Linked DNA regions of Sus scrofa: regions 1, 3 and 4 are each linked to region 2. A link is a contact called in public Hi-C and HiChIP or PLAC-seq data. All regions are on one chromosome and are shown on one strand. Each heading gives the region's core, a stretch centred on a gene start, on an enhancer-like site or on the middle of the called end of the contact. The rest is flanking DNA. Distances are from core to core; before and after follow the strand shown.

Region 1 (6,867 bases), core at 2,945-5,444, 840 kb before region 2:
TGCATTGCAGCACAGTCATGGAATATTTTCTATCCAAGTTTGATTAAATCTGCTGAGGGTGGGGGCTGACTGTATTGTGGGTGTGGGGGGAGGCGGGAGATGGATTTGAAATTCTGAGGCAATTGTTTAATAAATTAGCCTAATCTGGAAAAACTACTGATTCCTATGAAGTGGTGGTATTCTGACTATTTATTCTTGTGTAACAAAAGTATCCCAAACTTAGGCTCATAGATTTGTGAGTCAGAAACTCAGGGAGGTCTCTTCTCTGCTCCATGACGTCTGGGGTCACAGCTGGGGTGAAAGTACAAAGCCAAAAAGCACAGTTTACTTGCATGCTAAAATGGAAAGCGCATCTTTTCGGATTTTTTTTTTTTTTTTTTTGTCTTTTTAGGGCTTCGCCCGAGGCACATGGAAGTTCCCAGGTAGGGGTCAAATCAGAGCTGCAGTTGTTGGCCTACGTCACAGCTCACAGCAATGCCAGATCCTTAATCCACTGAGAGAGGCCAGGTATCGAATGCACCTCTCTGTGAATACTAGTCAGCTTTGTTACCACTGAGCCATGACAGGAACTCCCAGATTTTTTAATTATAAAATACTGGGTAAATTCTTCCAAGTTGAGCTTTTCTACTTTTCTGGCTGCCCCTCATTGGCTGGTGCTCTTCCCATGAGTTAGCACGGCCCTGGCCAACCCAGGGCCGAGTTGTGGTGCCAGCCAGCTGTGCTAGGGGTCCATAATCATGAAGCTGATCTCTTGGCATCTATGCTACTGATTATAGTTTCATTAACCCCCCCATTTATAAAAGCACATCTCTATAAGCTATGCCCAAGATACAGAAACAGCGCACTTGAGAATGTATGTCACAGTTATGGAGGAATTTAGAGCCAGACCGCCTGAGTTTATAGTCCAGCTTTCCCACTTAATAAACTTGCAAGCTTGGAAAAGATCTATAACCTCCTGGTGCCTCAGTTTCTTGAACTGTAACGTGGGGTCATGATTTCAGTTTTCATATGACTTTGTCACTACCTGGTATGAATTTGGTCATCTCTGTTTTGTTTTGTAGACTGGAAGGCGTGTGAGCTCCCTTCCAGTTTTGCATTTCTAGACGTGACCGTAATTGGCAAATAATGAAAGGAATCATATGTTAGAAGGCATCTGTTATTTTTCACTCTGCCCCAGCCATCCCTGACCACAGCTGTCCCTTGGTGCTGAGTCCTAACTGGCATCAACAAGGGGGTAAGGGCTGTTGGATGTGGCGGCTTCTGGTGCAGCAGCATGAGCTCAAGCTCTAGAGTCAGACTGGGATTGAATTCCCAGTTCTACCATCTGTCTGGCTAGTGAGGTAATTTAACCTTTTTAGCCCTCTCTTTCTTCATAGAAAATAACCTTGTGCTATTTGGCCACTGGACTTAGAATGGCTTAAAGAGTGTCCATTTCTTGATTAGAAAGTGGTCATTTATTATCTTAGCACTGCACTTGACAAGCAGCCTCGGGATAGGTGGTTCTGGAATTGGTTCAGTAAAGCTAGTTTGTCGTTTCTTGGCTTTTTCCTCATGGTCACAAGATGATGGCTCTAGAATGATGTCGGCAGACAGGGGGATCATGAAAGGGGGCTTTTCATTGTCTGACTGCTTCTTTGGTAAGGCAGGCAAATCTTTCCAAAAGATTCGAGCAGGAGTTCTCTTGTGGCGCAGTTGGTTAAGGATCCACCATTGTCACTGTAACCGCTTTAGTCCTTGACCCAGGAACTTCCATATGCCATGGGCATGGCCCCAAAATAAAAACAGTGCATTTAAACAACAAAACACAAAAGATTTGAGCAAAAATGTCCTCAGCTTCCATTGGCCAGAGTTGGGTTTCATGTTCATGCCTTAGCTGCAAGGAATGCTGGGAAAGTTGACTCAGGACAGGTTAAGCCTCTAGAGAGGGAAGATGAGCCCTGCCCACAGGGAAGAGAAGGGAGGGGAGAGGAGGAGGGGCTTTTGAGCCAGCAACCAGTGATGTTTGTGACAAATACCTAGCTCAGGGGAAAATGGAGATCAAATGGATTTATTTATTTACTTAATTTGTGTAAGTTAATATTTAGGCTTATCAAATGCTTATATAGCAGTAACTATGTGCCAGGCACTGTTTAATATTAACCTCTTTTCTCCTCATAACTCCACAAGAGAGATATTATCAAGATCCCCCTCTTACAGATGGGAAAACTGAGGCACTGAGAGATGAACATAACTGGCAAAGGACTCAAAGCTTGGAAGTGGTGGAGGAAGGATTTGAACCTAGTTCCTAAGCCTGTGCTTTCAGCCTCTGCACTGCACTATGTTCCAAAATATGTCTTAAAGCATTACATGCTGTGGGCTGCCTGGGAACACTGTTTTCCTCTTCCTCCTCTCATTCTGCTGTGAGAGCGTATGGATGCTGGATGGAAGGGAAAGAGCAAAAGCAGAATATTCCACTTCAAATGCCCTCCTTTCTCTTCCCCTTCCAGTCTCCCATGTTTACTATTCCTCCTCTCGTAGATTCATATCAGTTTCAAAAAAACTTGTGAAATTGATTCCAAAATTCTCTTCTTTCTTTCTTTAAGATTTATTTATATATTTCTTTCTTTCTTTAAGGGTGATTTTTGTTTTCCCTCCTGATTTTTGAAAGCCCAGACCAATGCAGAAGAAATATTTTATGTTTTTAAGGAAGAATAGAAAAGGGTTGATGCAGATGAATGGATTAAGAAGATGTGGTATACATACACAATGGAATACCACTCAGCCATAAAAAAGAACAAAATAATGCCATTTGCAGCAACATGGATGGAACTAGAGACTCTCATACTAAGTGAAGTAAGTCAGAAAGAGAAAGACAAATACCATATGATATCACTTATATTTGGAATCTAATATATGGCACAAATGAAGCTTTCCACAGAAAAGAAAATCATGGGCATGGAGAACAGACTTGTGGTTGCCAAGGGGGCGGGGGAGGGAGTGGGATGGACTGGGAATTTGGGGTTAATAGATGCAAACTATTGCCTTGGGAATGGATAAGCAATGAAATCCTTCTGTATAGCACTGGAAACTATACCTGGTCACTTATGATGGAGCATGATAATATGAGAAAAAAGAATGTATACATGTATGTGTAACTGGGTCACCTTGATATACAGTAGAAAATTGACAGAACACTGTAAACCAGCTATAATGGAAAAAATAAAAATCATTATTAAAAAAAAAAAGAAAGAAATGGGTCGATGGATGACCCATGAAGCCTTATGGGGAGTTACTGCTGGATATCCTCTTTTCCTGCAAAGACCCACTTGGACTGCAGTGAGAACTTCACAGTGGCTTGTCTTACAATAAGATCACTTTAAAATAGAGCATTTTGGGAGTTCCTGTTGTAGTTCAGTGGAAATGAAACTGACTAGTATCCATGAGGATGCGGGTTCAGTCCCTGGCCCTACTGGATCTGGTGTTGCTGTGATCTGTGGTGTAGGTCACAGATCACAGCAGATCCTGAGTTGCTGTGGCTGTGGTGTAGGTCAGCAGCTACAGCTCTGATTCGACCCCTAGCCGGGGAACCTTCATATATTGAGGGTGCAGCCCTAAAAAGCAAAATGAAATGAAATGAAATAAAATAGAGCATTTTGAGTACACTGTCTGTTACCCAGATTGGGTTGCTACTGGAGAAGGATGGACTTTGTCATGGCTTCTGCTGCCACATCCACACAATGACAGAGAGGCAGCCGTGGGGTTGTTTTGGAGAAACCCCTTTCTAAGGACTCGGAGGAAGTGAGCCAGGCATTTGTAACACAAACCAGTGACTCAAGAAGGAACAGGAAAGGACAATCACAAGTTTCCTAGCCTGGGACACAGAAAACGTAAAAACAAGGTCACATGTCCCACCATGAAGAAAGGAGTCTCTGAAAAGGGAGGAAAAAACCCAGCCAAATATAACTCCACATAAAGATGATCAGAAAAACATCCTCGCTCGTTTGACAACCAACCAAGAATAACATATGAGTTCATCGAGCTCCAAAAGGGAAGAGAAAAGATAGAGGCATTAGCCAGCTAATTTAAAAATCAAGAAGTGCCTTTCTCATCATCATGCAGAGGAATGTTCGAGAACAGATCCTTATAGAGTAGCACTAACCCCCTGAAGCGGAGTTTCCTGTAGGGACCAAGCAGCTGCATCTTTGATGACTCCTTGGATATTAGCAAAACACTTGCTAAAAATAGATGAACATCAACAAGTCATAAATAAGGGAACAGGAGTGGGAAACTCCATACAAAAGGTGAGTGGGCAAGAACAAAGACATCCTTTTCTGCCAAGGCAATTATCACGTGCAGCAGCAAAGCATGAATCACTGAGTCATTTCGAAGTTCAAGTGCCAAATAAGAATAAAAGTCCTATGCAGGAAACTGTCACATAGCAGGGCACTGGAGGCAAGCTGCTCCCCTAGTATCTGTTTCTAGCACTCCATTTTATGGAGTGGAAAGTAAGCATGACAGTGACAGAAGCTCTGAGGGTATTATAATGGCCAGGTGGCAAGGAAGTACCCGGGCTGTCAGTCTGGTGTTTTAGCGACATCAGTTCTTCCCCTGTTTAAGCTCTGTTTAAGTTTCCTTTACTGGCAGGGAAGCCATCAGAATCTCTACCTTGATTTCTCTCGGGGAGGTGGGAGACCAGCTTCTCAGGTCTTGTGTGTGAACAAGTTGGAGCATATCAATTTGGACCGCACTAAATCAGATACATGTGGTTTTCTCAAAATAAGCCAAATCCGCGCTGATCAGTTTCTGCTCTTCCTTTCTGTTCAGTTTCAATCCATTTAAACTCTGAACAGTCTGTACTTATTAAGTACCATGTGTACATGGTGTAGGGCTTGGCTCTACCCATAATACATCAAAGCAAATAAGCACAGCCCTCCTTCTAGTAAGTCCTGGTTCAAGGAGGCTTTGCCATGAGCAGATGGAAAGCTACTGCAGCTACGCCCACCAGTTTAGGTAATTCTTGCCTAACACAGAAAGCATCTCATCTGATGTCCCAAAGAAAACTGCTGTCCGACTCCACAAAGACACCATATAATTCCTAAACTGCAACCTAGCAAATAACTCTTAAACAAATCAAAGTATCTGTAGAAACACACAACTCTTTTAAGAAAGTTTATGTAAAAATACATCCTCATGGGAGTTCCTGTTGTGGCTCAGTGGTAACGAACCCAACTAATAACTATGAGGATGTGGGTTTGATCCCTGGCCTGGCTCAGTGGGTTGTGGATCCAGAGTTGCCCTGAGCTGTGGTGGTGTAGGTTGCAGACACAGTTCAGATCCTGCGTTGCTGTGGCTGTGGTATAGGTTGGCAGTTGTAACTCTGATTTGACCCCTAGCCTGGGAACCTTCATATGCTGCGGGTGTGGCCCAAAAAAGCAAAAAAAAAAAGGCATCCTCATGTCATTTGGTAAGTCCTTAACCTATATATCAGTGACCAAATTACTGAAATAAAATAGTTAAGCCAGGGTAATTTTAGTGAGAGAAAGCGGGATTCCCACAGCCCCTACCCATAGGTTTATTTATTTATTGCTTTGTTCTATGGGGATTTTGCAAGTCCTTGTGATTTATGAATTGCTGCTGGTTCATTCAAGCAGATTCCTTTCTATACATCAGAGCACTTGTGCAAGACCACCTGGGCAACGTGATTCATTCTTCGTTAAACAGAGATTTTGATAAAGAGATTCTTCTATCCTCTTATACTGCAGATGGCAAAACATCCCTTTTACACATTGTTTTCTGAGTTGACACTCAGTCAAATGTGCCTCATTCTGCCCTGATTCCTGCCACCAAGCTCCCAACAGTGGGTCTGGGGCTGGTGTTTGGAAGGAACAGTATGTGTTGAATGAACATGGTGCAAAGGGGCTGAAGAACTTGGAGCCTTTTCTGTTCAAGCTGAGTGATGGCTCATCAGCTACTTATGGTGGGGCAGAGAGCCCAACTGGAGGTAAAGAGAAATGCAAAGTGGTGGCTGTTCATTCTCTAAGTCTTTAAGGATGGGATAAGATGCATTTTTTTTCTCTGCTTTCAGCAGGGGAACATTCTGGTCCTCTGAACTTGGCAGTGGCTGGTGTGAACCTGGTCTCATTGTCATGGTTAGAAGTAGATGTGGTTCCTGGGGGTGGTGCTGAGCTTTATTTGTAGGTACTATTCCCAGGGTTTGCATAGCAGTGTCACAACCTGCTTGTTGAACAGTTATCTGTCTTGGCTGAACATTTTGAGCCATGCTTGGGGTTTGCAGAGGGTTCTATTTAATAGTTGGGGTTTAATGCGTTTCTCTCTGTGTGTGTTGAAATGAACACACAAAACATGGAAGCAAATATTTACCAGTATTTTGGTTCACATTGACCCATCTTTTCCTTCTTTCCTTACCTTCTGCTTTCCAGCCCACAAGACTGGCTCTCAGGTGTGGGTTTTTTCAGGCAGTCATTTCTAGCCTCTAGGGAGTGTACTGGCCTTTGATCTCTCCATGTTCTGGGACCTTTGCTGTTTTCCCCCTCCAGGAATCCCCATTGAAACATGATGTTATATGTTGGAGAATCTAAGAAACCATCAATCTAAAGACAGTCCATTATGTTGTGTTCTAAGAAAGAAAAAAAAAATACTGTCAAACTATGTCATGTCATAGATTGCAAATGCATCCTGATTTCAGAAACGTTAAAATAGCAACACAAAGTGCATTAAGATTCGAGGAAATACATATTCATCATTTTGGAGGGACCACATAAGGAAATCTGGGGTCTAACAAGCAGAGACTAAACAAATACATACCAAGGAAAGACTCTCCCTCAGCTAAAACTTTCTTTAACGTCTTTTTCCACAAAGTGCTCAACT
Region 2 (6,890 bases), core at 3,311-5,810:
TAAATGCACTCGAGTCCTTCCTATCTTCAAATTAAACACACACACACCCCCAAATTTTGAGACTAACCTTCATTCTGATTTCATTTTTTCCTTTTACCACCAAGTTTTCTTATAGCACATTCTCTGTGTAATTGTGCTATGATCTGGCATTTTTCCACAACACTCTCCCCAAACTCCACAGTACAGTTGCAGTGAGTGCCAGGTCAAATGGACATACTTTGGTCTTTCAACCACTTGACCTTTTCAAAGCCTTGGACTCTGGACCACATCCTTCTTCACTAACTCCTACTGTCTTTCAGAACTCACCAAGGTCCACTTTTTTTTCTGGGGAGCTTTTCTTAACACTGGAGATTAATTTGGCTGCCTCTCCAGTGTATCCTCGGAGGCATGTGCTGTCATAGTGGTTATCACAAAGGCCGAAGGGCTTCATTTTGCTGATTGCACTGCTGTTTATTGGAGGCTCTGGATCGAGTCTATGAGTTTTATACTCAGTATTCTTTACCTGGGACTATCTCACTTTTTCTCTTCCATCTACTTGCTTATAGGTCCTTTTAACTGCTGTTTGTTCAACACCTATTGTTTATCATTCTTTACATGAAGTGTTGGTGATATGGGATCAAACAAGAGATAACTGTCTTTATGGGGTTTATAGTCTGCCTCTAAATGCAAGCAGATTTTTAATCTTGTTGAGGTTGTTCTCGTCCTTAAAAACATAATATTTCTGATAATATATAGGGCGGGAGGGATCGAATAGGCATGGCTATTAGTTGATGAGCATTGTGCTTGGCACTTAACTAATATTCATTTAATATTATAGGTTAACAGTATTAGTAGTAATAAACCTTTTATATGCACTGTGCCTATATCATATATATGTGAGTTATAACAATACATAACAAATTGTACTATTCAACACATTCTGTAAAAAAAAGTAATACACATCAGTTGCTTTGTGCATCAATCTAGTTTTACATTGATCCCTTTTACAAAATAAAGTTTTTTTTTTAATTGTTCATTTGCTTGCTTTTTATGTACAAAAAGCTTTAGTTTGCTAAAAATTCATTTTTAAGGCTGCCTGGTACAAAGTTCACCCTGGAGTAAGGGACATTTAAGAACCAGTTTTAGACTGTGATATTAGCAACTATAGATTTCTTTAAAAGTTATCTATTCAGTGATTTATTTGGATTAAGTGTCCTCACTTTCTCATCTTCACGAGATGAAATTTCAGGTCTCCTTACTGACTGTGGTGAATACTGAGTAGCATGGTGATGTGTGTGTGTGATTGTTCTGGGCGTGCATATGTGTTTGTTTGTTTGTTTGTTTTTCCAGACACATGCTTAGTCATCAGGAAGTCAGCATGGAGACCATGCTGCTGGGTGCCAGGATACTCCTGTTGTTGCTTTGTCACTTCCAAATAGTTATGAAGAATGCCTGTATTCACTAATTTGGTACCATCCAGGGAACATTAGCTAAGGGCAAAAGACACAGTAGAAATCTGAGATGGAAGATAAGAGAGAAACCTGGTGTTTGAAGAATGATCTTTGATCTTTCAGAGGAGAAATACGTACCAAGAGCTTATCTATTCAAAAGAATTTACATGCAAAGCAAGTCAAGAACATAGACCTTACTTATCTTTGTAGATTATGGTTTGGTCTTGGATAGAGGAAAAGCCAGGCATCTATAAAAGGGGATTTACATGTTTGTGCTAACTCAATTAGCATTAACAGGGGCTACCAGTAATGCTGGCTGCCTGGCCTCAAACTTTCACACATACATATTTTTAAAGACAACAAAAAGATTTTTGAGAATGTTATATAAATAAGAGAAAGAATTACCAAATGTGTGGATCTGTTTAAAAAATTTTTTTTAAATATTTGTGTTTTGAAATTTTAGTTACTTCAAGAATAAGTAGCTTTTTTTAAAAAGAGAAGAAAGCAGAATCATATCTCACGGCCGTTAAAGCTTATTGCATTTTCCAAATTTATCGTTGGAAGTCATGCAGATTTTCTTTAACAAACTGAAGGATGCATTTGTAGTCTAAATGGTAGCTTTGAGAGGAGTTAAGTATTTATGGAAAAAAATTATAAGAAGCCACGTGCATTTACAATTTTTTTTTCAAAAATAAATATTGGTTGGGAAACTAGACTCTTTCACTATTTGGTAATGCGTATTCTGACTCATTCACACAGACATTGTGGTACCTAAAGTGTTGCAAAATCGGACATTTATATGGAGATGGGCTATTGATGTAAAAAAAAAAAAAAAAGGCTGAAGGCTGGGAAGGATAAGGAATGAGTACAGTATTTAAAAAAATGAGCTCTTTGTCTTCTGTCCTTCATCCTGCCTCGATCTCAGAGAGGTTTTGTCCACTGAGAATAAAGAACCCATGGGAATTACCCAGGAATCATCCACCAGTAAAAGGGATAGTTTTACTTCAGTGAGCAAGGGTGGGCCCAGAAGTCTGCAATAGTCAATGATGCTTTTTTATCCTCTTCATGCCAGGTGAACATTTGTATATGCAGAATACTGACTCATTAGGGGACTTGCAACTAGTTGGAATCCAAAAGTTGGTGCCTCCCTATCTTCTATTAGGGAATTTGATCTAATTTGAGAGCAGCACTTAGATTTCACAGGTTTGTTACTAGTTACTTACTGGCCTAATGCTCAAGGCCAGTTGCCTTTCCCCACTATAACTTCGCTCATCATACTCATTCCTACCTGCAAGTACCTAATTCGCCTATTGAAATCTTATTAGTTATTCAAAGATTTGCCAATACCTCCTCCAGACATGATTTTTTCTCATCTCTGAATTTTATATTATTTGTCTAACTCTTAGGACACTTATTATATTTTCCATGCCTTTTAATTATTGTTAAAATTCTTATTTGGAAGTTATTTGCAGAAATTTCAAACAGTTATAAAGAGAATAGTATAATAAACTGCCATATATCCATTATTATACAGCTTTGATAATTATGAACATTCTGTCATTTTTGAATCCATTATACATCACACTCCCCACCCATACTTGAATTTAATTAATTTGAATAATAGATTATGAGAAACTTGAAATTAGGAACTATATATAAACTTTATTCAGTTTTTTCTGACTAAATATAATATATCTTCTTTGTGGAGATATCCAATATTAATATTTTGAAGACTGAAGATTCTAATTTTTGTTTTTAAAAACTTAATATGAAATGTGTATATTACTTTTTAACATTTTATCATGAGCATTTTTCCAATGTTCTTAGACATTTTCAAAAACATGATCTTTTAAAGGCAGCATCATATCCCATCATAGGTTCTTCCAAAATTTATTTAAACAGTTTCCTGTTGACCACTGTTTGGAACAGCCTTGTCTTTAAATACTTGTCTTCATTTACAAAGATATTAGGATAGTTTCCTAGGGAATTATTAGGTGAAAGGCTCTTTACATATCTTGTCAAATTGCTGTCTAGGAAGGCTGTGCCACTTTGCATTATTTTTATCTTATTAAGTTGGTATTGAAAAATCTGGTATCTGATTGTTTTTGTTTTAAAGTAGGTATTTTCTGGATTATTAATGACATTGGACATTTTTCAGGATCATGATTCTTATTATTTCATGTGTTAAATAAGGTGTTATCTGGAATTGCAGTGAATGCTACATGTCAATTAATTTAGCTCCAAATCTAATGCTTTGTAGTGATAATCAATTATTTTTAGTTTTTCACAAATCAGCTTTTGCTGTCTTTGTAACCAAAATGTCTGCCTAAGTGCAAATTACATTAGTTGAGAGTTAGTCTTATTTTACTTTTTGAGTATTATTTTTCAAAGCTGTCATTCTGTATAATTTTCTCCCTTTATATCATATAACTTTATTGAGAAGTGTAATTCTGCCTGGAATTATTTAGCTTTAGGTAAAACTTCTTTGTCTAAGAAATAGACTCTCAGGTATAAATACATTTTTGTTTTAAAAAATATTTTATTTAGGCCAAAGTTTTAAATCACTCATTGTATTTGACTGAATTTATAGTGTATTTAACCTTCATTCTGGAATACATTTTAAAACTCTCTTTTTAAAGTGCTTAGTGCAATTTTTATATGAAGTAAAATAAAAGTTGCCATTTTCACAAGTGAGTGTTTTAGTGGTAAGGCTGCTCTTTTGCTGTGTGAAATTTCCAAACTCCAGCATAGGGATTGAATGAAAATATTTATATTAATAAAGCAGCATAGGTAAATATTTTCAATTTCAGAAAAAAAGCAGAAAATGCCTCTTTCTTTCCTGTTGGAGTTACTTTATTATCTAAATCTAGGTTGTAAATCCACAAGTAAAACCAGCATTTTATTAGAATCTCATGCCATTCGTTCCATCTAATCAAATCATACCTCGCTGAACTATGTTCAAATACGTTGAAAAATAATTTACTGGCGTTGTGTTGAAAAAGAATATTAAAAGTATATGTGCGGTGTAGAGGAAACACTCAAAACAGATCTACCCAGACATCAACAGGATATTATTACCCCAAAGAAATGACGACAGTTTGCCAGCTAGATGCGTAGAGGAAGGAAATTTACAAACATCTCCAAGAGAGGCATGTTGAGGGGTTGAAGGAAATGAGGCACGTCCTGCTTTTATTGTGCTTATTGGAGTGGGATTCCCAGAAGACTGAACAAGGCTGTCCTGAGACCTCTGTTTGGCAAGGATCTTGTTGACTCATATTTTATTTTTGTTTCAGTAAAGGTCTGCTATTGTTCAATTTTCTACTGTGGCTTATAAACACAGAGCCAATATCATTTCCCCATCTATTGACTGATGTTTACAAATAAATGAAAATCTGCCGTCATCATTAACTCATGTTCTGTTTCCACTAAGCAAAGAAGAGGAACAGAGACGTCTCCTTAAAAGATGGACCTTTTACGTGGAGATCTCAGTTCACGTTGTATTTCAGAGTTTGCACGTTGTGTTTCAGAGTCTTAATCACCTGATATATTGGGGGAATTTATTACTTCCTTTTCCTATGGAAGAGGAAAAAGGAGATAAATATTTACAGAACCTGGGTTTCAAAAGCCTGCTTTTCGATTAAAATGTTTGATCTCTCAATGTCTGAGTCCTCTGCTTATAAGTTGAATCACTGGACCTTTATGTCTGAGATCATAAGACTTTCAGTTGGAAATGCCTGGTTTAGAGTAATGAATTCTTATGATGCTTTGAAATATTTAAAAAATTTCTGTCAAGTTGTACACTGAAATGGGAAATATTATAAACATTTCTGCTTGTTTTCGCTCTTTTTCTTGTATTTATCAAAATGCTGAGTGTCATAAATCTCTCTAGACAGAGAAGTACGGGAATGGAAATCTTTGGTTTTCTGCTGTGACTCAGTCTGAGGGGCAAGCGGAAGGCTATCTCTGGAGTTTTAGGTTATGAATTTGTCCCCTTAATTCTGAGTCAGAAGATGTGGTAACTGTCACTCTTATTCACTGAGTGACACCACACTTGGCTTTTTGTTTAGAAGACATTTAAAGGAGACACACATGAAAGGGAAAAATGGTGTGAGAAAGTGGAAGGCTAATGTTGGTTAAAATCTGGTTTTGCTTTCATTTCTTTTATTTATTCCTTAGGATGATTGCTTTCGATAATTTTTTTTTCCCCAGTCATTTTAATGTCTGAAAAATTCCAAAGAGAACTGTTATTTCAGCCCTTCAAAGGTATGTTTCAGGGTGAAGATAGGGACTGATCACCAAAGGAATTTCCCTGGCGGGAGTCCTAACATTTTAACTTCCCATGATTTTTTTTTCACCCTCTTTTCCTTTTATTTTTGGCTCTGACTCCCAGGAATGTCTGGTTTAAAGGAATTCCCATGGGAGGCAGGTTTGGATGATGTTGAAGGTTCTCCAGGTGCTTCTGAGGCAGGATTTTGAGAAATGATGTTCATTGAGAGATAAGCCGCGATTGTTCTAGTGCAAAGGGGCTGAGGATTTGGGGGCAGTCATTTCTGGATGTCACATTAGGCCACTGGAGGTTCTGTCCCTGATGGTCTGAGTTGCCTGTAAACTATTTGTTAGAGGTGGTCATTCCCTTAGCTCTCCAGTTTTCTAGGAGAACTTACTTTGGTAAATTCTGACTGATGGCCTCTTTTACATACTCTATTGGCAGGGGGTGTCAAATATTTTCTGAGTAGTTTTCTACACAGTGGATTAAGGCTAAAAAAATAGGTAGTAGAACCAGCATTTGAGCTGAGTATTTGTGGTGGCGATGGTGGTGGTGATAGGGTGTGTGTGCTTGGACACATGTATACATGTGTCTGTAACACCTGTATGTTTTTTGTTGCTGCAACTGCTTGCTTTTAGGTAACTTGAATTTGAGCAGAGAATAATTTAGATAATATCAAGGCTTTGGATGTGTTAGTCCTGCATGAATAGGATTTAAAATCTGCCATAGGTGTAATATTGCTTTAGGAAATCCATAATACATGGGAATAGTAAGTTGACATACAACTTGAGTACTTATAGAAATTAGAACACATATAGATGTATATTTTTATTTTGGTGTGGAATATTCAAGGTCAGCAAGTTAGCAAACTTCAGAAATAGAGTAGTTTTCCTGTTTAAAAAAATAATGATTTAATAACATACAGAGTCTTCCTACAATTTTCAAGAGAATATTTACTCTTTTATTTCAGATCATCTGTTTTAACAGTTAATCAAAATGCAATTCAGATTTATTTGGATTTTTTTAAAACTCAGCACATCATTTTTCAAGAGTAAGCACATTTCTTATAGAGGTTATGAAATGAAGATTTTTGTTGCACCTATCATGCATTGCAGTTTTGTTATTTGCAGTTTGTTATTAAGTGTTCCAAGGTATAAAAGAGTATGCACAGCAACAGTGTTGACTGTACAGAT
Region 3 (7,014 bases), core at 2,770-5,269, 720 kb before region 2:
CTCCCTTCATGTCCATTTCTATGTCTGTCTTTCCCCTCCCTACTCCAACCTTGTTCCTCTCTGGCATGTCTGATGACTTGGCAGAATAGGAACAGAAAAAGACAGAAACCCGGTTACATAAAGATGCCATGGCGTCCAGGAGAGAGAATGTATTCCATGAGAAAATTGGACACTGAGCCTGCAGGTGGGTCTGAGGATGCAAGGGGATTAGGGATGTCTCTCCAAACTCCATGACCCTTGCTGTCCACAGTTCGGCTCAGGGATCTCTAACAGAATGTTGTGGACTCAATGTTTGTATTCCTCTCAAATTCATGTATTGAAATCAAACCTCAATATGATGGTATTAGGAGGTGGCAGTTGGGGAGGCGATTAGGTCATTAGGGTGGAGCCCCCAGGAGTGGGATCAGCGACCTTGTAAAAGAGACCCCAGGAGCTCTCCTGCTCCTTCCATCACGTGAGGACCCAAAGGACAGGAAAGTGGGCCCTCACCAGATACTGAATTTGCTGCACCTTGATTTGGGGCTTCTAGCTACCAGAACTAGGAGAAATAAATGTTGTTGTTGATATACCACTCAGCCTGTTATTCCGTTATAGCAGCCTGAATGGACTGAGACACACAGCCATACATGGGGGTGGGGGGTGGACATTTCCCTTAATCTTATAAGTAGTTTCTAAGCTACACCTTAGTGGTCAGCTCTTGCTGGACCACAAGGACAAGCACATCTCTGGGTGGGATGATGGACCCCAGAGTGGAGCAAGAAGCAGTTTGACTCCTCGGGATGCTCCAAATAGCTCCTGAGGGCTTCCAGAAACATCTAAGATGGTAGGAGGGACTCATGATACAGGCACAGGCTCTAGAGCCACACTGGCAGGGTTTAGCAGGGCAGTAGAAATCATTATTAGTGTGGCTGCGATCTCCACACACCCACAGGCAGTTGGGCTCTGAGGACATTTTTGTTCCCAGCCCTTCAGATGGATTCTGTTTACACAAGCATTCACCCTGCAAACAGGCCCAGAGGGGAAGCACAGACCCAGTCTCTGGCCTTGACCCTGTGTGCTCCCCCACTGGCCCATTTCAATCTGTTTTCTCCTCTCCTCACACTGTCTCCCTATCTCTAGTCTCTGCTTCTCAGTCCCTTCTGAACGTGGTTACCCATGTGGGAAGATTCTTTTCTTTTGGCTTGTTTTTGTTTTTCTTTTTACAGGCACACACCTGCAGCAGTTGAAGTTCCCAGACCAGGGGTTGAATAGGATCTGCACCTGAGGCCTATGCCACAGCCGCAGCAATGCCAGATCTATGCTGCATTTGCAACCTATACTGCAGCTTGCACCAATGCTGGATATTTAACCCACTGAGCGAGGCCAGGGATCGAACCCACATCTTCACAGAGACCATGTTGGGTTCTTAACCCACTGAGCCACAGTGAGAACTCCCTGGGAAGATTATTTTCTAATTGTTGAAAATCTGCTGCTGTAGGGATTCTGTCCCCCACATCTGGATATGGACGTCCCAGAGCAGGTGAGACGCTCTCTGGTCTGGCCTCCTGACCCCAGGGGACTCCCGCTAGAGTCCCAGAGGGTGCAAAGCAGTTGTTTGTTCTTTTCCTCACTTGAAAACATAGTTTCTTCGTTGAAAGGAACTGATGAATCAAGTAGCTGATTGCCTCAATAAATAATTTCTCTTGGGTGAGTTGGCTACTTAAATGTGAAAAAAACGCATGGATAACCCCCACCTTGTAAATCTCTATAGTGACCATTTTAGGCTGAAGGGACAGATTGGTGGGAGAAGGCCTTTCAGTTGTAGTCAATATTGACATTCAAGTGGGTCTGGGAATCCTGTCAAAATGGAGATTCTGATTCCGAGGGTCTGGAGTAGAAACCAAGGTGCTACTTTTCTTTTATCTTTTTGTCTTTTTGCCTTTTCTTGAGCCGCTCTCGCGGCATATGGAGGTTCCCAGGATAGGGGTCGAATCAGACCTGTAGCCACCGGCCTACACCACAGCCACAGCAACACAGGATCCGAGCCGTGTCTGCAACCCACACCACAGCTCACGGCAACGCTGGATCCTTAACCCACTGAGCAAGGCCAGGGATCAAACCCACAATCTCATGCTTCTTAGTCGGATTCGTTAACCACCGTGCACGATGGGAACTCCAAGGTGCTGCTTTTCTAACCAGCTCTCAGACAGTGATGCTGCTCTGAAGACCATACTTGGACCAGACCTTAAATCACTGACAACAGCCAGGCAAAGTTCTTTCTCTGGACCCATGATATCTTCTCATGAGCCAGGCAAGGTAATTCCCACCCCTAATGGTGAATGAGCTTCTTAGCTTGGCTTTTTAGAAAAAAAGGAAGGGAAGTTTCTTATAATTGAAAAGGAAATTATTTCAAACTGGAATTCAGTTACCTAAACAAAGTTTTGTGAATGATGCTCTTGTTTTCCTACAACTGTTATTCATACTGTTTCAAAAATGCTGCAAAGATGGTACAGGACACACCTATGTGTGTGGGGGGGGGAGGTGGTGGTTGATATCATTAAGACTAACCATCTGTGGTGCAGAAATCCTGTCTTTAATTAGAAAAGCTTAAAAAACAGGCCAGGTCTCCAAAGTGGAGTGGGGTTATGAGTATTGACAAAATGTTAGAAAAAACATTATTTGCAGAATCAAAGTAGGGATCACTGCTCTCTCATCTCCCCTTCCATTTTTCTGTCCAGCTTAGTGGTCACAGTGGTATTAACTGTCCAGCCAGCTGTCCAACCTCCATCTGATGGTGCCACCGAGCTCTCTTTTGAGGGTGGCTTTGGGACGGGGGTGGAGGGAGTTTGGGTTTTTTCCCTTCACATTTGTTGCCCAGGACGTTCTCGGGGTGATGCTAAAAAATTAAGTTCCTGTCCTTACCGGAGCACTGCAAGTGTCCCCTGCTGTCCCCAGCACAGGAACACAGCCATGGGCCTGGGGCACTGAGCTAGGCCCAATGGGGAAGGCAAAAGGTGAAAAGAGCTGGGTCTCACCACTGTGGGTCTTATAAGGTAGCTTTGAGATCACTAACCACATCAGCAGGAAACCATAAGTTCTAAATGAATGATACACAGGATCAGGATGTGGGCTAACGAGCGCGTGGGGAAACTAAATGAGGTCATCAGAAAGGCTTCATCAAGGAGGTAGCAATTGATTTAGTCCTGGAAGGGAAGGGAGAATTAAATAGCGCCTGAGAGATCTAAGGTAGTACAGCCTCGAAGAACATCCTCTTCCCAAATCTCTTTCTGGGAATGGCGTGGGGAGAAGAGGAAAGCGGCACATTGATTAATTTTGATGATAGGAATTGCCAATGGCCCTCCTTGTGGCCCATCTGAATACCGTTAGCCAAGGGCAAGCACCACTTGCCAGAAGGGTTCTGTTTCTTGCTAAACACCACTCAGAATCAGGTATAGACAGGGATACAGTTAAATTCTACCTTCCTTATTAAATGCTTGCTTTCCAGGGAGATGCTGTAATCAGGCAGCCCAAATTTCTCCCTCAACGCCAGGAAACCCTTTAGCACCTGATTTCCAGCTTTCAAAACTGTCACTTACATTTTAAACCCAAAATATTCAATTTTTTACTCATTGGTAGATTCAGAATCATAATGGCCAGGCCAGAACAACTTCATAATGATCTAAAAACAAACAAACAAAAACCCACTAGAGCTTTATTTTTTTTTTTTTAATTTTAAACTTTAGGCTTCACGTTTCAAAGTTTTATCAGACTGCTGTCCCCCCCCAACCCCCCATAATTTAAACCATTGTTTTCCAAGGGAAATTTAATAATAAGAGCCCGCCATGTGTTTCTGCTTAATTTTGGAAGCCTGTGTTATGCAGTCAAAGATTCTCATTTGAAAATAATTCCTGTCCTTATTCTAGAACTGCCAGGGGAATAAAATTTGAAAAACATGTTGCAGCTCTCAAGTTTATGTTTTGCCTAAAGCCAAGCAGTGCTGGAAGATCAAAGTTTGGAGTGGAGATCTAAAGTTAGAACCACTGCCTTGCAAAGCGCTCACAAACCCAGAGTTGGGCCCAGCAGCTGCCTGTCCAGGTCCTCCGGTAATTAGCTCTGGTGCAGACGGAGGCCCCTGCCCCTCCTCCGGCTAGGGCCTGGGCCTCTGGGGCCCCTGTTGCCTGGGAAGCAGAGCCCCACAGAGATGGAGCAGGCAGGTATTTTTAGTCCACTGGTACACCCGGTATAGGCCCCTTGCATTCCACAATTTGCATATGGGAGGAGCAGGAGGGAACCCTGCCTCGCTTGTTGTTTGCTGGGTCTGCCCTTAGTGGGGGCTATTGTCAACATGATAGATTCAACTAATACTGTTTAAGGATGGGCAAACTGGGGCATGTTTGCTATTCTCAAGCTGCCTCTTGTTCTCTCTTAAAAAATGAGTATATGTATTGTGTGTATATGTAATATGAGTGAGTATGTATGTGTGGTGCATGTTTGTTTACATACAGAATGTATATTCTTAATATACATAGTTTATTAATAACATATTTAGTTTATTATGTAGTTTATATTTAAACTATAAAATAGTTTATACATGGAACTTTAAGTATATATTCTATATAGTTTATATAAAATATATATTTTAATATATATTCTACATAGTTTATATATATTTAAATATATATTCTATATAGCTTATATAAAATATATTTTATATATTGATACACACACACACACATATATATTTCGTAAGCCCTAAAGCCCAACTTCCCCCTCCCTTGTCAAATCTCTAACTTGACCCTTTTAGGCTTTTGTAGAATTGAGTGTAGACTGTGATTTCTTAAAGTACCAGAATGGCCTTCAGGGGTAGCAACAGAACTTTCAAAGGCTATCTACATTTCTCCCTTCACCTCCTCTGGCAAGTTCTATTTGCAGGTGGTGAGCCAGGCTAAAGGATCCAATAGCACATTCAAAATGTTACGAATCAGAAATTGTAGGCGTCCAAGTAGGTGGACATGAATAAATGCGGCTCTTTACTGCAAAGGTTCCCAGCCTTGCACCATTGAAAATGAACTTGACCTGCAAATGCCTCTTGGGCTAGCCAGAAAGGAAAACTGAACTTCGGGAGGCTGGCAAATGACGATGGGAAGCCCAAGTCATTCCCCTGCAGATGTGATCTGCTGGAATCCCACTGATGGCAAATGTTCCAAGGTACATTCCCCGACGTGGTACTAGTACTGTCAAGGCTTCCTGTTGACTGCCGTTCCCTTGGCAGCTGTTCATGGGGAAGCATGCAAAGCAGCTGCCTGTTTTCAATCCGAGCGAGCTCCCCAGCACTTCTCAATTTAAGATAGGCCATTTTTCCACAGAGCCTCGGTTTTCCAACGGCTTCTAACTTTGCAATCTTTGATACACTTTCTTGATGCAGTTGATAATAGGAAAAACAGGTGAACTGCTAAGTTTCACTCAAGCTGTCCACCTAGCTATTTTTACACTGTGTAAGCTGAATCAGCTCCTTGTATTCCTTTCCTAAAACAGAGGAGATCAGCTCCTTTTGAGCAAGAGGCAATAGGAAATGCATTCTCCTTTGCCATAGATGCTTACCCAATTCACCCGGAAAGTTTAGTGCAGGGGTCTCAGGAGAAACAGGTCTCTTTCTCCCAACCAAGTTCTGAACTTCACAACTCTCCCCATGGAAGTGGCCCAGTCAGTCAAAGCCTCTCTCTGTGGTGCTAGAAACCAGGACTAGACTCAAGTTTCTGGTAAAAATGAGACATTATTTTAATCCCTCTCTGCTTCTTCAAATGCCAGCACCTTGAGCTGTTTGAGGCAACCTCTTACAGTTGACAGTGGAAGGGTTAAGAATTTGGGGGCTGTAGGGATGAAACGATTGTATTTTGCATGTAAGAAGACATAAAATTGGAGGTGGCAGGGGAAAAACAGAGTGTTATGAACTGAATTGTGACTCCCAAAATTCTTAAGTCCCAAACTTCAGAATGTGACCACATTTGGGTCTTTGAAGAGGTAATTAGGTTAAAATGAGATCAAATGGGTCCTAATCCAATATGACTGATGTTCTTACAAGAAGGGGAAATTTGGACACAAAGTTACACGGAGATGGAAGACAATGTGTGAAGACACAGGAAGAAGACGGTTGTCTACATGCCAAGAGAGAAGCCATAGAAGAAATCAACCCTGCCAACACCTTACCCTTGGACTTCAAGCCTCCAGAATCATGAGGCAATAATGTCTGTTGTTTAAACCACCTGGTCTGTGGTCCTTTGTTACAGCAGCCCTAGCCAACTACACCAGGGTGTGGTGTGGTGCAGGTTGGGTACAAGGTCACATTTGAAAGAGCTATGAAGCATACATGCTGTCTCAAAATGCACCTGGATGGGTGTTCCTAAAATGAGAGGGAATAAATAGAGCCCATTTTTGGGGAGGTATTTTATAAACCTATCTCTTTGGGGGATTCGTTAAAGAAAGAGGAAAGGGGATGGATGTACCCTGAGGACATGACATTGTACAGCATCTATTGTGGGGGGAAAAAAGCACGACACCACCAAACTGGCAATTTCTCACAATACCAGGTGCATTACAGATTGGTGTGTGGGCTTTTGTGAATTGGTTGCATATAAATGAGGAACATTTAAATAAAAAAGAGATCTAGAAACTTTCACTAGTTTGGGGCTTTTATTTATAGCTACTCATGCTCAGGGCTTATTTCCCTTACCCCGTTTTTGTGTTTTGTGTCATGGCAATCTAACAGGCTTTTGTATGAAGTGCTCCTGGTTTCAGCACTCAGATAGGGTGCGGCCAGCCCCTCCCTCGTGTGAAATTGAAGAGAACAGCATGAGAAGATGCTGAGAAACCTGGTTTGAAAGAGGGTGTGATTTAGTGGAAAGAGGGTGAATAAGCATCGGAAGCTTGAACTTACTCCCAGCCAGAGAAGGACCATCAAGGTGATATGCCTTGATGGTCAAGGTATGACCATCATGCCTTTCAGGGTCAAGGTACATGATCCTCAGCTCCAAATGA
Region 4 (7,342 bases), core at 3,343-5,842, 950 kb before region 2:
GATGGTTTCTCATTACTCTTTGATATGCCCCATGCTTCAGAGCTACTTCCCCAGGAGGGTGCAGAAATGCAGCTCATTTACATAGCTTCTTCCCCAGAATTGGCAAGTGCCCTTGGGCAAATTGGCCTTGTCGATTTGGACTAAACTTTTTTTTTTCTTTTTAGGGCCACACCTGCAGCATATGGAGTTTCCCAGGCTTAGGGGTCAAATCAGAGCTACAGCTGCTGGCCTACACTAGAGCCACAGTTACACCAGATCTGAGCCGAGTCTGCGATCTACACCACAGCTCACGGCAACGCTGGATCCTTAACCCACTGAGTGAGGCCAGGGATTGAATCCACAACCTCGTGGTTCCTAGTTGGATTGTTTCTGCCACTCCACGACAGGAACTTTCCTGGATTAATCTTTTGATGCTTTCAAGAATATATTAAAATTTTAGGAGTTCCCGTCGTGGCTCAGTGGTTAACGAATCTGACTAGGAACCATGAGGTTGCAGGTTCGATCCCTGGCCTTGCTAAGTGAGTTAAGGATCTGGCGTTGCCTATGAGCTGTGGTGTAGGTTGCAGATGTGGCTCGGATCCCGCATTGCTGTAGCTCTGGTGTAGGCCCGTGGCTACAGCTCCAATTCGACCCCCAGCCTGAGATTCTCCATATGCCACAGGAGCAGCCCAAGAAATGGTAAAAAGACAAAAAAAAAAAAAAAAAAAGAATATGTTAAAATTTTAGTCTAGCATTTTTAATTGTCACCAGTGGCTGGCTAATCTGAATTACCTAGGGTGGCAGAGGAAGTAGAAGTTTTGAATAAAGGCAATTTTTAAAAATAGTCTGTGCCTTAGGTTGTTTAGTCCATAGTAAAAAATAGTTTTGAGTCTAAAGTCAAGTGCCTATGTGGTAGCTATATTTTAACCATTTGGTAGGTGGATAAATATGTATATTCATGAAAAATAAGGTTTTAAAATACTACAAGAAGGAGTTCTCTTGTGGCAATAACAGATTAAGGATCCAGTGTTGTCATTGCAGCAGCTCAGGTCCTATTCCTGGCTCAGGAACTTCTACATGCCATGGACATGGCCAAAATAAGGTAAAATAAAATACTATAAGAAAATGCAGATATTCAAATGCGAAAGTACATATTACTTAGTGATAGCATGGATTTGGATGGGGAAACATTTAAATATACTTAAAACATACACACACACACAACAGCTTTATTGAGATATAATTCACAAACCATGTAATTTCACTTAAAGCGTACACTTCCATGGTTTTTGATATATTCACAAAGATGTGCAGCCCTCATTATAGTCGATTTTAGAATATTTTCATTACTTCAAAATGAAACTCCATTCCCCTTAGCTGTCATCCTTCTATCCCTTCATTCCACCCACTCCTAAATAACTACTAATTTACTTTCTGTGTTTATAGATTTCTCTATTCTGGACATTTCACATAAATGGAAACACATGATATGTGGTCTTTGTAACTGGCTTCTTTCACTTAGCATCTTTTCAAGATGCATCCATATGTGTCGGTGCGTATTCTCTTTTTTTTAATGGCTGAATACCTCTCTATTACATGGATATACCACGTTCATTTATGCATTCATTACAGATGAACATTTGGGTTGTTTCTATCTTTGATGATTATAAATAATGCTGCCATAAACATTTATATACAAGTTTTGTGTAAACATATATTTTCATTTCTCTTGGGTATGTACCATTGAGCAGAATTGCTTGTTCATATGGTAATCTATGCTAAACAGTTTGAGAAACTTCAGACACTTTTCCTAAGTGGCTACATCATTTTACATGCACAGCAGCAGTGTATGTGGGTTCTTAGTTCTCCATATCCTCACCAAAACTTATTATATGACTTTTTTTATAATGCTTTTTATTTTTTCTGTTGTAGTTGGATTACATGACTTCTTGATTTTAGTTATCCTAGTAAATGAGGTGTGCAGTGGTATCTCATTGTGGTTTTGATTTATATTTCTCTGATGACTAATGATATCAAGCATCTTTTTATGTGCTTATTAGCCACTTCATTGACAAAATATCTTTATTTAAAAATTGGGAGAGTACCCATTATGGCGCAGTGGAAATGAATATCCCTGAGGATGCGGGTTTAGTCCCTGGCCTTGATCAATGGGTTAAGGATCTGGCATTGCTGTGAGCTGTGGTGTTGGTCACAGACACAGCTTGGATCCTGAGTTGCTGTGGCTGTGGTGTAGGCTGGCAGCTGTAGCTCTGATTTGACCCCAGGCCTGGGAAGTTCCAAGTGCCATGTGTGCAGCCCTAAAAAACAAAAAATAAAAAAAAAATTTAAAAAAATTGGATTTTTTTGTATTTTTGTTATTGAGTTGTAAATGCTATTTTTTTTTTTTTTTTTTTGCTGCACCCACAGCATGTGGAAATTCTGTGGCCAGGGATTGAACCCACACCACATCAGTGACAATGCCAGATCCTTAACCCACTGAGCCACCAGGAAACTCCGTGTGTTCTTTACATGAGCTAGACTGAAGTCAGCAAAATGGCATTATAGGAATTTCTAGTGCTCTCTCCCAACATCTATTTGACAACTATCCACACTCAAAAATACCTTCACAAGAGCCAGGGAATCCAGGTGAGGGATTACAGAGCCTGGGTGAGGCACAAACCTAGGAAAAGATGCGCTGAGGTGGACAGGAAAGAGATTCATGCTACCTTTCTCTTCTTTCCGCTAAGCCTGGGTAGCCCAGTGTGAAGAGAGACACTCTCCCTGCAGGAGGAGGAGAATGTGGCGAGTGCATGGACCCCACAGCCAGCCTGCCCCAGCACCAGGCCAACTCCCATGGTGCCAGGGAGCCCTGTGGGCTCCCATGAACCTAGGCTGTTAGTTCACCCTTGTACCTCCTGACTCTAGCAGCCCCAGGCAGCTCCTGTGGCCCACAGTTCCCAGTGGGCTCTAACACCCCTAGGCTCCCATCCATCTCAGCGCCCTCTGACTTGGGTAGTCCCAGGCACCCAATGGGCTCCCAGGACCCCAGGCTCCTGGCCAACCCTGGTGGTGACTGGCTCCTGTGAACTCATGCTCCCAGCCCAGCCCAGCCCAGCACCTGGCTAAGTGCCAGGAATATAGGCATTTATTCCACCCCTGTGCTAAGCCAGCCCCCATGGCCCCAATCTCAAGGCAGCTCCCATGGACACAGCATGCTGGTCACCCCAGTGGCAAACCATAATTCAGATAGAATTTTCAGGCCTAGGCTCTAGGCTCTTCTTAGCTTTGAGTTGGTCTCTGTGACTTCAAGTGCTAGGCCTGCCCCACCTGCTGACCCAGGCACCAGACCTGTTTTCCCCAAAGATGCCAGCATCAAGCTCCACCCTTCACCCCCAGACCCCCGACCTGACCCACCCAAAATAGACGACACCCTATGGCCCATCCAGGATCTCTGCACCAGCTGACTGGTAAAGGGCTTTGCCCTGGAATTAAATAAATTGTATATTATGCTTATTTAAGAATACATTAAATATATACATTTAACCTCCCCACCCCCCAAACCCCAGAACTAATCAATAAAGCCGCTTTGATTTTTTTGAGGTAGCGATTGGATATACCTTTTACAATTACTTTCCTGTTTACCAGAACCCAGTGAGCAGACTCGGTTGGAATTTTGCCTTTATTATCAGGACAGGGATGTATTGCCATCTTACAAGGTGCACCGTCGGGAGAGAGCCACAGTTCTGATTCCGCCTATGCTCACTGCAAAGCAGCAGTCTGCCAGCGTGTCAGAGCTGGCACAGCGGCTCCCCCATGCCCGGGAATCCGGTGCTGAGCAGGGATTAGAATGCCAGCATCTGATGCACGGGGTTGCTTCCTGCTCCCCCTTGGAGTCCTGACAAGAAATGACCTTGTTCAATCCTGCTGAGCTTCCTAGATTTACTGGGCTTATAGCAACACATGGGAAGGAGATTATGTTTATTTTTAAAACACACAAAAAAATGCAACCTTCCCAAGGCCTTTGCGGTGCTTGTGTGCAACAACACAAGTGCACACACACATGCAATGTATGTATAATCACTTCTAATTAACTTCAGCTCTTCCTGCAAAACTAAGTGTGAAGTCTTAAAGACTTGTCAGCTTCTCTGCCTGTGAAATTTATCTACTTCTAATTGTGAATAACAATACATTCAAGGTTAGCTATAAATGACTCAGATTTCACAGGAATCCAGTCTAAAAACCACATTTGAAGATGAATTCATTTCTGCAAAACATTTTTATAGTATGTTTCCAGATCAAAATGCAATTATTTATGCTTATCCAAAATGCCCTTTTTTTCCCCTCGAGGATTTTTTTTTCAAAATCTAAAAAATTAAATTTCATCAATTTTAAAATAAGCCCAGATATAAAACATATAAAGCAGGAAAGATGCCTAAAACAAAGATGAGTATATTATTATAGAGGATGGGAAAATATATTCAGTTTACACTTTTACAACTATAAATATTCAAAGAGCAGATGTTAACTAAGGTTAGGAATGTCCCCCACCTTGTCAGCAGCTCTGAGTACTCTGAGCACTTCCAGACCTCACCACTAGATGTCAGGAACAGCCCGATGAAATATACTAACCCATCCCTCCTAAGTAGAGTGGGTTACAGAACCTTTTAAAGTTTTTCCTGATTCTGTAGTTAATTTGGATAGGAAGTAATTTCCTTCGGGGGTTTGTGTCAAAATATTCACTGTGGGTTAATTTTAAGTAAGATATTAGAAACTATTAGAAAATGTGATCTGTTATCAAATCTGGGAAATGATCCTTTTAAAGCTCCAGGAATGTCTCCAGGGAAATCTTATGCCACGTGGAGCTGCACTGAAAACTGCCCTGTACTAAGGTTAGCTCCCGCCACAGCCACGCCAGAACTGAGCTCATCTGCGACCTACACCACAGCTCACGGCAACGAGACCAGGGATCAAACTCGCAACCTCATGGTTCCTAGTCGGATTCATTTACGCTGCTCCACTTCGGGAACTACTCCTTGCCTTTTGAAATAGGAATGGGCATGTCACCTGTGCAGTCACCAAGAATTCATGCAATTATGCAAGGATTTTGCATAAAACTAGGCCAGTGAAAGAAACAGTAAAGGAGGAGGGCCTTGCTGATCAGCTGAGAAGTTTTGACTTGAGACTTTGAGATCAACCCATTGAAGTAATTGCAGAAGACTAGATGTGATGAGTTGAAGTTTAGAAAGAGAGAATTCGATTCAATATAAGGAAGAACTTCCTAAAAATAAAGTAGCCCACCATCTAAACACAGCGCCTTAGAGAAACAGTGAGGTCCTCATCCCTGGAAAGATTTAAGGATCGACAGAGATCCTTAGGGGCCCAGAGAGAATCTCTATTTGTGGTGGCACGTGGGATTAAGTGGCCTCCAAGAGTGTCAGAGCCACAGGTCCACACTCAGTGATGTCCATCATTTAACCAGCAAGAAAGCAGCAGGAAAAAAGTTGAGAATGTGTGCATAGGTAAAAGAAATAAATGTTCGCAGTACCTAATCAAGGAAAATTGGGTTTTTGAAGCCCCATAGGGGAATGGTGATGGTTGTGCCTGTTTGTGGGACTCTGCCTGGGAAATACCGGCAAGAAGGAACTATTCAACTTTTGTGCTGCCAGCCTCTGATTCCCCTGTCTTCTTCATCCCTTGTCCTCTTTTAACCAAAAGTTGATCTTTTCTCATTTTAGGACCACACCTGAGGCGAATGGAAGTTCCCAGGCTAGGGGTCAAATCGCAGGCCTACACCACAGCCACAGCAACACAAGATCCAAGCCCCACCTGCAATCCAGCTTGCAGCAACGCCGTATCCTTAACCCACTGAGCGAGGCTAGGGATTGAACCTGCATCATCATGGGTACTAGTCAGGTTCTTGACCTGCTGAGCCACAATGGGAACTCTGCAAAAGCTGATCTTGACTCAGTCTTTAAAAAGTAAATCTTGGGGTAATTTAAGTGGCAATCCTCCCAATAGGTTGCATTTTATTAGGGAACAATGTCTGTGGGCTAAACTAGAAGAATAAAAGTTAGTCTGGGGTTGGAAGGCCTCAGCTGGCCTGAAGGGGAGGAAATAAGCCCTTGTTTGACCTTGTAACAGTTGCCTTTTCTGCCAAGAGGATAAGCCCCAGAGTATGGCTGGCCCTTGAAGTATATCACATGAACTCCGGAGATTGATAAAAAACAAAACAGAGTATTTCCACATATTCTTGGCTCTCGGAAGCAAAAAAGAACTACAGCTGAGATATAACTTAAGCCCACCCAAGACCTTGCAATATAGTGTATTACCCTAATGTAAATCAAGAGCGTGACTTAACTGTCTATCCAAATGCTCTCAGTAAAATCAGGTTTTATAACATCTTTCTAAATTCTGAGTTTGGTAAAGCATCACTGGTTAGACTATCACATGGATTTGAAATTTCCTTCTTATGCCAAGAGTGAAAAAGATTTACTCATGCTGGCATTTTCTAGTTGTGCGAAAGAGTTAAATGTTGGAGTGTTTACCTGGATTCTTGATCAGGCGTTAAATGAAATCCTTTCTCCTTCATCCCTCAAGGACAAGGATCACTCATAGTCTCATAGATGCTCAGAGCGGGAGTGATCCAAAAGGACCATTTAGTCCAATATCTTAATTCCACAGATGAGGAAACTGAGACCTGGGGTGACTTGTTCTGACTAGCAGCTCACTGTCCCCCCACCCACTGTCTCCTCCCCAGAGGATGTCTGCTGGAGGGCAGAGAAACACCTGCCCTCCCCGAGGCACACACCTTCTCCTGTCTCTCCAGGGAATCATGTACAGGGATGCCTGGGTGGGAATGGAAGTGTGATCTTTTGTCAGCCTCTAACTCAGTGGTTTTACTCTTTTACCATAAAGGAATGAATATCTTTTTTTTTTTTTTTTGGCGTTTTAGGGCCGCACCTGTGACATATGCAAGTTCCCAGGCTAGGGGGCTAGGGGTCGAATCGGAGCTGCAGCTGCCAGCCTACACCACAACCACAGCAACATGGGTTCTGAGCCGCGTCTGCAACCTACACCACAGCTCATGGCAATGCTGGATCCCTGACCCACTGAGAGAGGCCAGAGATTGAACCTGCATCCTCATGGATACTAGTCGGATTCATTTCTGCTGCCCCATAAGGGGAACTCCAGAATGAATATCTTAATGACTCCCATTGCGGGGCCTGCGCTTTGAAAAATTAGGTCTACAAAGCAAATACCATTTGTTAAGTATTTATTTTCCTACTTAAAAAACCTTCAAGACAGGCATTGCTATCAACACAATCTTCTGTTCAGCTTAGAAAGCCAGGGTGATGCAAGCCCA

What was found. A called contact is a pair of places that touch in the nucleus more often than the background predicts. HiChIP or PLAC-seq counts read pairs in DNA pulled down with a chosen protein or histone mark.
Region 1: a Hi-C map of skeletal muscle shows a contact between it and region 2, with 20 times the contacts expected there. The contact joins two enhancer-like sites. A contact is called at or near these places in 2 of 47 Hi-C or Micro-C datasets (both in skeletal muscle) and 1 of 2 datasets of contacts at active chromatin or transcription factors (skeletal muscle).
Region 3: a contact with region 2 is called in an H3K27ac HiChIP or PLAC-seq map of skeletal muscle, with 6 times the contacts expected there. The contact joins two enhancer-like sites. A contact is called at or near these places in 3 of 47 Hi-C or Micro-C datasets (heart right ventricle, skeletal muscle and subcutaneous adipose tissue) and 1 of 2 datasets of contacts at active chromatin or transcription factors (skeletal muscle).
Region 4: a contact with region 2 is called in an H3K27ac HiChIP or PLAC-seq map of skeletal muscle, with 8 times the contacts expected there. The contact joins two enhancer-like sites. A contact is called at or near these places in 1 of 47 Hi-C or Micro-C datasets (skeletal muscle) and 1 of 2 datasets of contacts at active chromatin or transcription factors (skeletal muscle).

Annotation. Positions count from the first base shown.
Region 1 is chr1:105,846,773-105,853,639 of Sscrofa11.1, reverse strand. No RefSeq gene overlaps it. Among named protein-coding and RNA genes, the nearest start is that of TXNL1, 160 kb to the left of the region's middle. Within about 2 kb of position 4,194, at least 13 of the 83 cell types and tissues checked have an H3K27ac peak or open chromatin away from gene starts, as enhancers often do. A contact at or near this core is called in skeletal muscle, where this site is marked.
Region 2 is chr1:105,003,096-105,009,985 of Sscrofa11.1, reverse strand. The region is part of intron 3 of TCF4 (transcription factor 4); the gene reads left to right. Among named protein-coding and RNA genes, the nearest start is that of TCF4, 73 kb to the left of the region's middle. Within about 2 kb of position 4,560, at least 28 of the 83 cell types and tissues checked have an H3K27ac peak or open chromatin away from gene starts, as enhancers often do. A contact at or near this core is called in skeletal muscle and subcutaneous adipose tissue, where this site is marked.
Region 3 is chr1:105,720,391-105,727,404 of Sscrofa11.1, reverse strand. No RefSeq gene overlaps it. Among named protein-coding and RNA genes, the nearest start is that of TXNL1, 290 kb to the left of the region's middle. Within about 2 kb of position 4,019, at least 18 of the 83 cell types and tissues checked have an H3K27ac peak or open chromatin away from gene starts, as enhancers often do. A contact at or near this core is called in skeletal muscle and subcutaneous adipose tissue, where this site is marked.
Region 4 is chr1:105,954,566-105,961,907 of Sscrofa11.1, reverse strand. No RefSeq gene overlaps it. Among named protein-coding and RNA genes, the nearest start is that of TXNL1, 55 kb to the left of the region's middle. Within about 2 kb of position 4,592, at least 5 of the 83 cell types and tissues checked have an H3K27ac peak or open chromatin away from gene starts, as enhancers often do. A contact at or near this core is called in skeletal muscle, where this site is marked.